2 separate regions of the Pan troglodytes genome follow, and region 1 is linked to region 2. The links are chromatin contacts, called in public Hi-C maps. All regions are on one chromosome and are shown on one strand. Each heading gives the region's core, a stretch centred on a gene start, on an enhancer-like site or on the middle of the called end of the contact. The rest is flanking DNA. Distances are from core to core; before and after follow the strand shown.

Region 1 (4,206 bases), core at 1,483-3,982, 75 kb after region 2:
ACTTTTCAATCCAAATCTGTGTCCTCAGAAACTCTTCAACTTTTTCTTTCCATTTATAGCTTAATCGTTTCTCTGCTGCCTGTTTTCTAAGTTCATAACTTTATTTTTCTTTCTTATGAAGGTAGACTACACATGCACTAACGTGCCCAAGTCTCATCTGCTGCCTTTTTTTTTTTAACTGAAAAAAAGGGATCTATTACTGTTTGGAGGCAATGTGGCTCTGAGCCCTGCTTTCCTCACCTGTAAATGGGGATTATACTATTTGCTTTGCAGGACTGTGGTGAAGTTGGAACAGATATTCATAAGCACCTAGCACAGTGGCTGGCACCTTGTAGGTGCTAAATAAATGCTCACCCAGGAGAGATGGGCTCTGCTCCTTACTCAGAAATCCCTCAGATTCCTAAAGACTGGTCTGCCTCTCTTTACCTTCCTTCTGATTTCCAAACCCCATTCCTTTCCCATACCTGGCTTGTTGGTTGGTTTGTTCAGCTGTTCCTGCAGAAATCTCTAAACCTGTCTTGCTCTGTTCTTGGAGCAAAACTTGTGAGTTTCCCTCCCTCTCAATGTTTTAGAGATGCTGCTGGGACAGACAGTGTCAAATAATGCAACTTTCCACCTCCAGGACCCAGGCAAGATTTATTGGCTTCTGGATGAGGGGCGGCACCAACATTATGTGTTCTCTCTTTATGGGAAGCAACGGGGTTTACCGCTTACTGGCCGGGAGATGTTGGGGAAATAACCTCTCTAAATCTTTGTTTCCTCATCTGTAAAATGGGTAAATAATAGAACCTGTGGGAGGATCTAGGTTCCATGTGGCCTGATATTTTTTTGAAAGTACAAAATTATGAATATAAAATTAGGAACAAGGCTTTGGAAGGAGCTCACGCAAGTGAGGGACCTTGAAGCCCAGGCTTCAACCACTTCATGGCAGCCTTGTGTCTGATGGAACTAGTCAGGCTGTGGAGAAGTTTAAACAGAAAACTATACATAAAGTGCTTAGTGGCTGACATAATAGGTTATTGTAATGATAATAAGTATTGTCGCTATTTATAATTGTTTTGATAAAAACTGTTGATATGTATAATTATTTTGATAAAACAATTATAAATTAATTCCATAAATAAAATTACAAAAAATAAACATGTATAATAATTATAAAGCTTTTTTTTTTGAGACGGAGTATCGCTTTGTCGCCAGATTGGAGTGCAGTGGTGTGATCTTGGCTCACTGCAACCTCCACCTCCCGGGCTCAAGTGATTCTCCTGCCTCAGCCTCCCGAGTAGCTGGGACTACAGGCATGCACCATGCTTGGCTAATTTTTGTATTTTTAGTAGAGACAGGGTTTCACCATGTTGGCCAGGATGGTCTTGATCTCTTGACCTCGTGATCTGCCCGCCAACCTCCCAAAGTGCTGGGATTACAGGCATGAGCCACCGCGCCTGGCCTAAGCTTATTTTTTTTTTTTTTTAAGACAGGGTCTCACTCTGACGCCCAGGCTGGAGTGCAGTGATGCAATCTTGGCTCACTGCAACCTCTGCCTCCTGGGTTCAAGCAATTTTCCTGCCTCAGCCTCCCGAGTAGCTGGGACTACAGGCTTGAGCCACTGCACCCAGTCAAAGCTTCCTTCTTGTCTCCTGTTTCTGCTCATAAGTCCATCAGAATGAAGGGAGTGGAGTGAGCCCCCATCTTCAGACTGTCCCTACTTGGGGCTCTCTAGTCCTTAAACATGGGAACCCCATTCTGATCCAGCAGGTTCTTGTCCTCTCACTCACAAGACACATAACTTGTGAGGAGACCCAGGGGACGCCTAGGAGGGGGGAATGGGGGAAGTAGGCCAGAGGAGGGGTGAGCACTAACAGCCGGGCTGAGGGGCCTGGAGACAGCCAGCCAATTGGAGGGCCCAGCAAATTCCCAGAGCTTCCCAGGGTGTGTACATGAGCAGGAGAGAGGAGTCAGGCCCAGGGAGGTCAAAGGGCATCACAGAAATAGCTGGGTTCTTGAAAAGGAAGGTGACTGTGGACATTTCAGTAAAGGCTGTAGGTTTCCTACCACATTTTTTCGTGCTGGGTGTGGTCAACCACAGGCCCATGTGTTGGCTGTGGCCAAAGAGGCCCTTATCCCTTCCAGTAAGAGTTTAGAATCTGGGAACAAGGGTTACAGGACTTCACATGACTGATATTCTTTTCAGTGAATTTCCATTTCCTAGTTCCTCTGTGAATCGTGTTCCTGGATCCCTGGAGTGGCTGCATCCACATGGTATGTGTGAAACCCTGGAGAGGAGATGTCTGCTTCTCAGGGAAAGTTTGGTAGTGGAGCTTGGAGAAGGAATGCACTTTGAGAAGGAATGCACTTTAAGAAGCAAAGCAAGTACAACGTCCACTCCAAGCTCCCCCCACTCCACCCCTGCAGCCACCAGCACAGGGTGTAATGGAGAAGAGTGCAGTGAGGGGGCAGGGGGACAGCTTCCTAAATCCAGAGGAGCCCCCAGACCGAATCTCCAGCCGCTCTTCCCAGGAAGCTGCCTGCCCTTGGGATAAAATATCTGAAGTAACGTAACTATCATATCTCTGACAGGAGGATGGGGGGCTGGGGACAGAAGGGTTTGTTCATCAAAACTCTCTCCTCGCCACAGTCTGGAGGTTCTCTTGTTCCAGAAGAGGATGGTGTTGGAGGGAGCCCCAGCCATGACTCACTCGGAGCTAATCCTTAGCAAATCTATCACCATGGAAACTGCCAATCATCCATGCTTTTCATAGCTGAACCGAACATCTGCCAGGAGACAGCAAGTCATACAAACCATTCGTCCTGCCTATCGTGTTTACAATTGGGGCCCTGAAAAACAGAGACAGAGACACGGAGGGCAGCTCTCCACAGCAGGGTGACGGCCCAACTCTGGCCACTAATCAGCTTCGTGACCTCTGTCGGGTCCTTCATAAGCTCCTCTGCACCCCTCCTCCCCAGCTGGTAAAATAAAGGATCAGATCAATGATTCTTCACCTCGGTTGGGCCAATGGAGAGTGAGAGGGACAGGAAAGCAGGTCCCCTAATAGGGGTGGGGCAGAGAGGCCTGTGTAGTTACAATCTATGCGCTATTATCATTTTACATTTGAAAGCTTTCAAAATAATACTCATAATTTAAACCACAGAAAATAAATCTTGACTCATTGTCTTAGGTAGCTATAGCTTTCTCAGCGGAAGGACAACGACACTCCATCTCTGAGCCAGAATGTCCAGTGTCTGTGAGACTTTTAGTATCATTATCAAAAGTGAATATAGGCCAGGCATGGTGGCTCATGCCTCTAATCCCAGCACTTTTGGAGGTGGGAGGTCGAGGCGGGTGGATCACTTGAGGTCAAGAGTTCGAGACCACCCTGGACAACATGGCAAAACTCCATCTCTACTGAAAATACAAAAATTAGCCAGGCATAGTGGCATGCTGTTGTAATCCCAGCTACTCAGGAAGCTGAAGCACGAGAATCTCTTCAACCAGAGAGGCAGAGGTTGTAGTGAGCTGAGATCACACCACTGCACTCCAGCCTGGGTGACAGAGCGAGACCCTGTCTTAAAAAAAAGAAAAAGAAAAAGAAAAAGAAATATGGATTAAAAAGACAAAAGCCTGGGAGTTGGACTAGCTGATCTCACATGTGAGTCCAGCTCATACTCTGGGCTACTGGGTGGCATCTTCAAGCCTCAGGCTGCTGCTAACTCCTGCCTGGAGGGAGAAGCTGGAGGGGAGGCTCACCGCCCCCTTCCCCCACTCACACCAGGCATCCTCTCTCTTAGGAAAGCCAGCCGTGGGAGCAGAGTGGAGGGGCACATCAGGGCCACATTGCCAAGACAAACCCCTGGTGCACCTGAGGACGCCCAAGACATTCCCTGCACAGTGTGACCAGGCAAAGAGGCCTTCTGCCCTGCCTCTAGGGTAAATGCTAACCTGGCATCTTGGCCCAGGGGACTTCACTCAGTGGGGACACTGCCAGGCTCCAGAGAACACTCAGATGGTTTTCAATTTGTGTGTGGAAGGAAAGAGGAAGAGAGGCTGGGAAATATCTTCAGATGTTAACTTTGTTTAATTCCCTCTGTTTTTCCCCTTTCCTTTTCTGTCCATTCAGGAGGAAGCTGACCTATATTCTCTTGTCTTGTGGGAGACAAGAGGCAGAGAGGAAGCAGAATTTGCCTGTGCACTGTTTTGGCTTCTGTTTCTCA
Region 2 (4,199 bases), core at 1,026-3,525:
GGGAAAGCCACAAAACCAAGACCAGCAGTGTTACCTGCCACACCTGTGAGGGATGTTTGGGTCACATAAGGCCCCAATTCTTACCAGCTGAGTCCTCTAAGCTAGCTGCCTCCACTGTCCCTACCTCTCTGTAATACCTGTAATACCTACCTCTCTCTAGAGATCCCGCCCCTAAGAGAAGGAAAGAGACTCATGTGCCTGCCCCATCCAGCCAGGGCCCCTGCAAGTCAGTGTCCCTCCCACCTATCCCCTAACAAGATGGAAGCCATTCAGCTAAGACAGCCTGACTACTACCCAGAGAAATCTGCCTTCGGCTCTTGGGTGTCTCCTCTGAAATGTTCTCAATTCTCTGCAGTTCACCTTCTGTTTAGAAAAACTCACAAAATACTACACAGTGTTCCTCAGTTACTTTTCTAGTTGGAGAAAGTCGGGAAATATGTTGTTTTATGTTCTTGATTCCTTCCCGTGGAAGTTAGCAAAACAGAGTATGCTGTAAGTAATCTAAAGTCACAGTCACTCCGGGATGTGTCTCCTACACGTCTTCAGAAGCTTATCTCTCCTCTCCCTTTTCTTACTGTTCCTCGGTTTCTCAATCTTATGCCAGTGATTTAAAAATTCACAAAATAAGGCATTTTGCAATAATGGGAATACTGTTGAATATGAAATTGAGTTTTTACAGGAGAACTTGATTTTTAAAAATCCAAACTTTTTCTTATTTAACTCTAAGAAGCACCTCTAGGTTGGAGGAAGCAAGCAAATTCACGTGCCCGAAAGTCTGCATGAGATGAGAAACTTAAATGAATTGTCAATTATGCAGACAAAAAACTCAACTTTCAGGGAAACTCCAAATCAATGTCCAGTGTTGCAAGCAACCCAGCTTATTTGAATAGCCCGGACAGAGCATATGCCCTGTGTCACTCACAGGAAGGCAAAGGCTAACACCACCACGTTGCTGACTTTGTTCAAAGCACTTTCCATTTATTTTTACTTTCATTTTGTCACATCATCACTAGGAGGCTAGAAGGAACAGGGATCATCACTTCCATTTCACAGATGGAGAAAGTGAGCGCAAAGAGACAGCAGTCCCAAGGTCATAATGGTATTATGGTTAGAATTCCACTCAGTATGTGGCATATTTTTCCAGATCATAAGAAAGAACTGGACACAAAGGTAGCAGGGAGAAGAGGTCAGTTCCTTCTCTCTGCGTGGGACAGGCGGTGGCTACCACGGAGCAACAGTTCATTGGGAAAGGAAAGGGGAGGGAGGAGACTCAGGGATGGTCCTGTATCAGCCTGTGCCTTGCAGGGGTCCAACCATGCAACCCCAACCGCGTTCCTTTGCTTTTAAGTCGAACCAGTAGAGCGTTTTGTTTCAAACTACGTACATCCTTTGTCCTTTACAATATCCCGTCCTAGAACCCCTTAAAAATCAGTTATTTAGATGAGAAAGTCGAGCCCTGTACCTGGAGAGGCCAGTTCTGTATAGCGGAAAAAATGAAACTGGGGACCGGCTGGCCAGATATCGGAGGTGGGAGAGATGCTTTGGAGTCTTTTTCCCTTTCCTTTCCATTTTTTTAAAAGTGGGGTGGAAGAGATACAGGGTACCCCATAGGAAATAAGTTTTCTTCCAAAGGGTTGGAGGAGAACGGGATGGTCACACCCCTCAGTCCAGCCAACTGCGAAAGCGTCCCTCCCTACCCGCCGACCCTCAGGGTCCCGCACACGCCGGGCGAGGAGCCCCCCCCCGGGTCGCGCCGCGCGGAGGGGCCTACGGCTGGGGATGCAGCCCGGGGCGCGCCCACGCCCCCAGCACAGACTGGCCAGGCGCCAGGTTCCCGGCTCTCACTCACCCGCGCTCCCGCCTCTGGGGGCCCGGCCGGAGGGTCCCCGCTGTGTCGCGGCGCCTGGCTCAGGGGCCCTGTAGCTGGGGCCGGGGGTCGCGGGCCCGCGGCGCTCCCGGGGCGGCGTGGGCGGCGGCTCGCGCTCCGGGCGGCGCTCCAGCTGCAGCTCCAGCCCCGCTCCCGCGAGGGGCGCCAGGCTCGGCGCGCGGCGAGCCGGGGAAGGCGGCGGGTCCCGCGTCCCGGGGGCCGCCGGCGGCAGCAGCAGCAGCGGCAGCAACAGCAGCAGGAGCGGCGGCGGCCACCGCGAGGCGCGCGGCGAGGCCATGGTGACGGCGCCCGCCCGCGCTCACATGCCCGGCGCGCGGGGCGAGGGCAGCGGGCAGCGGGCAGCGGGCGGCGGGGGCCGCGCGGGGCCGGGGAAGTGAGCGGAGTGAGGCTGCGAGCGCGCTCCCCGCCTCAAAAGTTGTCGGGAGCCGCGGGAGGGCTGCCGGGGGCCGGGCTGGCTGGGCGGAGGCGGCCCGCGGCGCCGCTACATGCTAATTAGCCCGGGCGGGTCGCTGGCTGGCGGGCGGCTCCTCCTCAGTTGACATCACCGGCCCCGCGCGGCGGGCCCGGGGGCGGGGAGAGGGCAGGAAGGGGGCTGGGGCCCGGCGCCTGGAGAGCGGCCCGGCCCGGGACAGCGGGATGAGGTCAGCGGAGCCACGGTGCTGCAACTTTTGTCACACACATGCTCCAGAGTCTTCTGAATCGGGCACCACTTTCCCAACTCCTTAAACGCACAAGAAGTAGGCGAAAAGCAGGTCCTGGGTAATGTGATTAGCACCAGACTAGATTATCCCAAGTGCTTTGATAGGAGAGAGAAAGGGAACGGTCCCCTGGTACCCAGCCCGCGCTGTCACCGCCCTTACTGATTTGAAGTGTCCCCACTCCCACCCCCACCTCCCCTTCTCCAGGCCCCAGGGCTGGTGATGAGCTCGTGTTTGCCAAACCTAACACCTCACCCTCCGGCCAACGCGAGAATCCGAGTATCCCCCACACCCTCTCAAGCTTGGATGCCGTTCCCATCCGACCACTGCCTTTGGCTCACACCAGAGTTCTGCAGAGATGTCACCGCGAGGACACCCAAACAGGCTGCAGGGAAAAGAAAACTGTGAATTCAGGCAGGCTAGGGCAAACTCATCATCAGGAAAAGAACTGCAGATCGCAAATTAAACCAAATGATGCCCAGAGAACACAGAATTTTAAATGGAAACCTATGGGGAAAGATTCAAAGATTTCATGTAAACAAATTTTCTTGGTCAATAAAGTTCCATTTGTTTCCATAACCTCTCCCTCCCCAGTAAATGAATAATAAAATGTCTAAAGTTTAGGACTGTAAGCCACCTCATTAAGTGAAGAAAGAGGGGCTCAAATGGGAAAATAACTTGCTCAAGATTCTGAAGGTAGACCCGAAGACGAAATGATTGATCTGTGAATGACCATGTGATATTAATTCTGGTCTCCTAATTCAGAGTTTGCAATAATTCGCAAACGGAAACAAATAGTATTGCAACAGAAACAAATGTTGCAGCTCCTTGGGGTTCTTGCCAGTTCTGTTGGGGGCCCCTGTCTGACAATCAAATGCTCGTGAAAATATGAGTGTGCACCTCACTTTCAGGCCTGGCTCTCCATCCTATTTCTCTGCTCTTCTCTGTTTCTCTGTCTCCAGATCTCCATGACCCACCTCCAGGAGAATGAGATCGTAGTGTCCAGGGCAGCTGCAGATGGGCCTAGGCCCACTTTCTGGTGACTCAGTACAAGTGAGTCATTTGGCAAAAAAACATAAAGGAGGCTGTGTATAAACAAACTCACCTTAAATGAGAGAATGAGGAGTAAAGATTTGGTTTTATTTTGTTTTGTTTTTAAACAAACCAGCTTTCCAGGGCTCTAACACAGAACTTCCAGGTCTCTCCAAGAAAGTACCAAACAGTAATCCCCCTGAAACTGACTTGGTTTGCTCCCATGGCCTGAGCTTAACTTCTCTGGATGCTGCTCTCACATTAACAGGCAGGACTGCACAGCTGCCCAGACCCAGCCAGACAAGCCCCAACAGACTAGGACTGTGCTCAGAGGTTCTGGTCACTGCCACTCCCTCCCCTCCAAGGAGACCATGTCACATAGTACTGGTTGCACTCCCAGGCAAGCAGAAAGGTTTAAGGGTAGAATGGCCCTTACAGGCTTCTCGTGTGGATTCAGGGATCCTATGAGATAATCTGCCTTCTCTACTAAGACCCAAGGAGTAAACATGTACCTGCCACCTCCCCCCAATCCTCCCCCACCCCCCAATCCCACCCCACTTTAAGTACCACAGGTTTATCTC

The links. Hi-C and Micro-C count contacts between places; a contact is called where the count stands out from the background.
Region 1: a Hi-C map of stem cell-derived neural progenitor cells shows a contact between it and region 2, with 2.1 times the contacts expected there. The contact joins the enhancer-like site here to the promoter of HEG1 in region 2. A contact is called at or near these places in 2 of 7 Hi-C or Micro-C datasets (blood and stem cell-derived neural progenitor cells) and 1 of 1 datasets of contacts at active chromatin or transcription factors (stem cell-derived excitatory neurons).

Annotation. Positions count from the first base shown.
Region 1 is chr2:128,405,844-128,410,049 of NHGRI_mPanTro3-v2.0_pri, forward strand. All of the region lies in intron 6 of SLC12A8 (solute carrier family 12 member 8), which reads right to left. Among named protein-coding and RNA genes, the nearest start is that of HEG1, 75 kb to the left of the region's middle. Within about 2 kb of position 2,733, at least 8 of the 24 cell types and tissues checked have an H3K27ac peak or open chromatin away from gene starts, as enhancers often do. A contact at or near this core is called in stem cell-derived neural progenitor cells, where this site is marked.
Region 2 is chr2:128,331,051-128,335,249 of NHGRI_mPanTro3-v2.0_pri, forward strand. HEG1 (heart development protein with EGF like domains 1) reads right to left here and starts at 2,276. Exons shown (of 17, transcript XM_016941815.4): 1 at 1,850-2,276. The coding sequence starts at 2,165.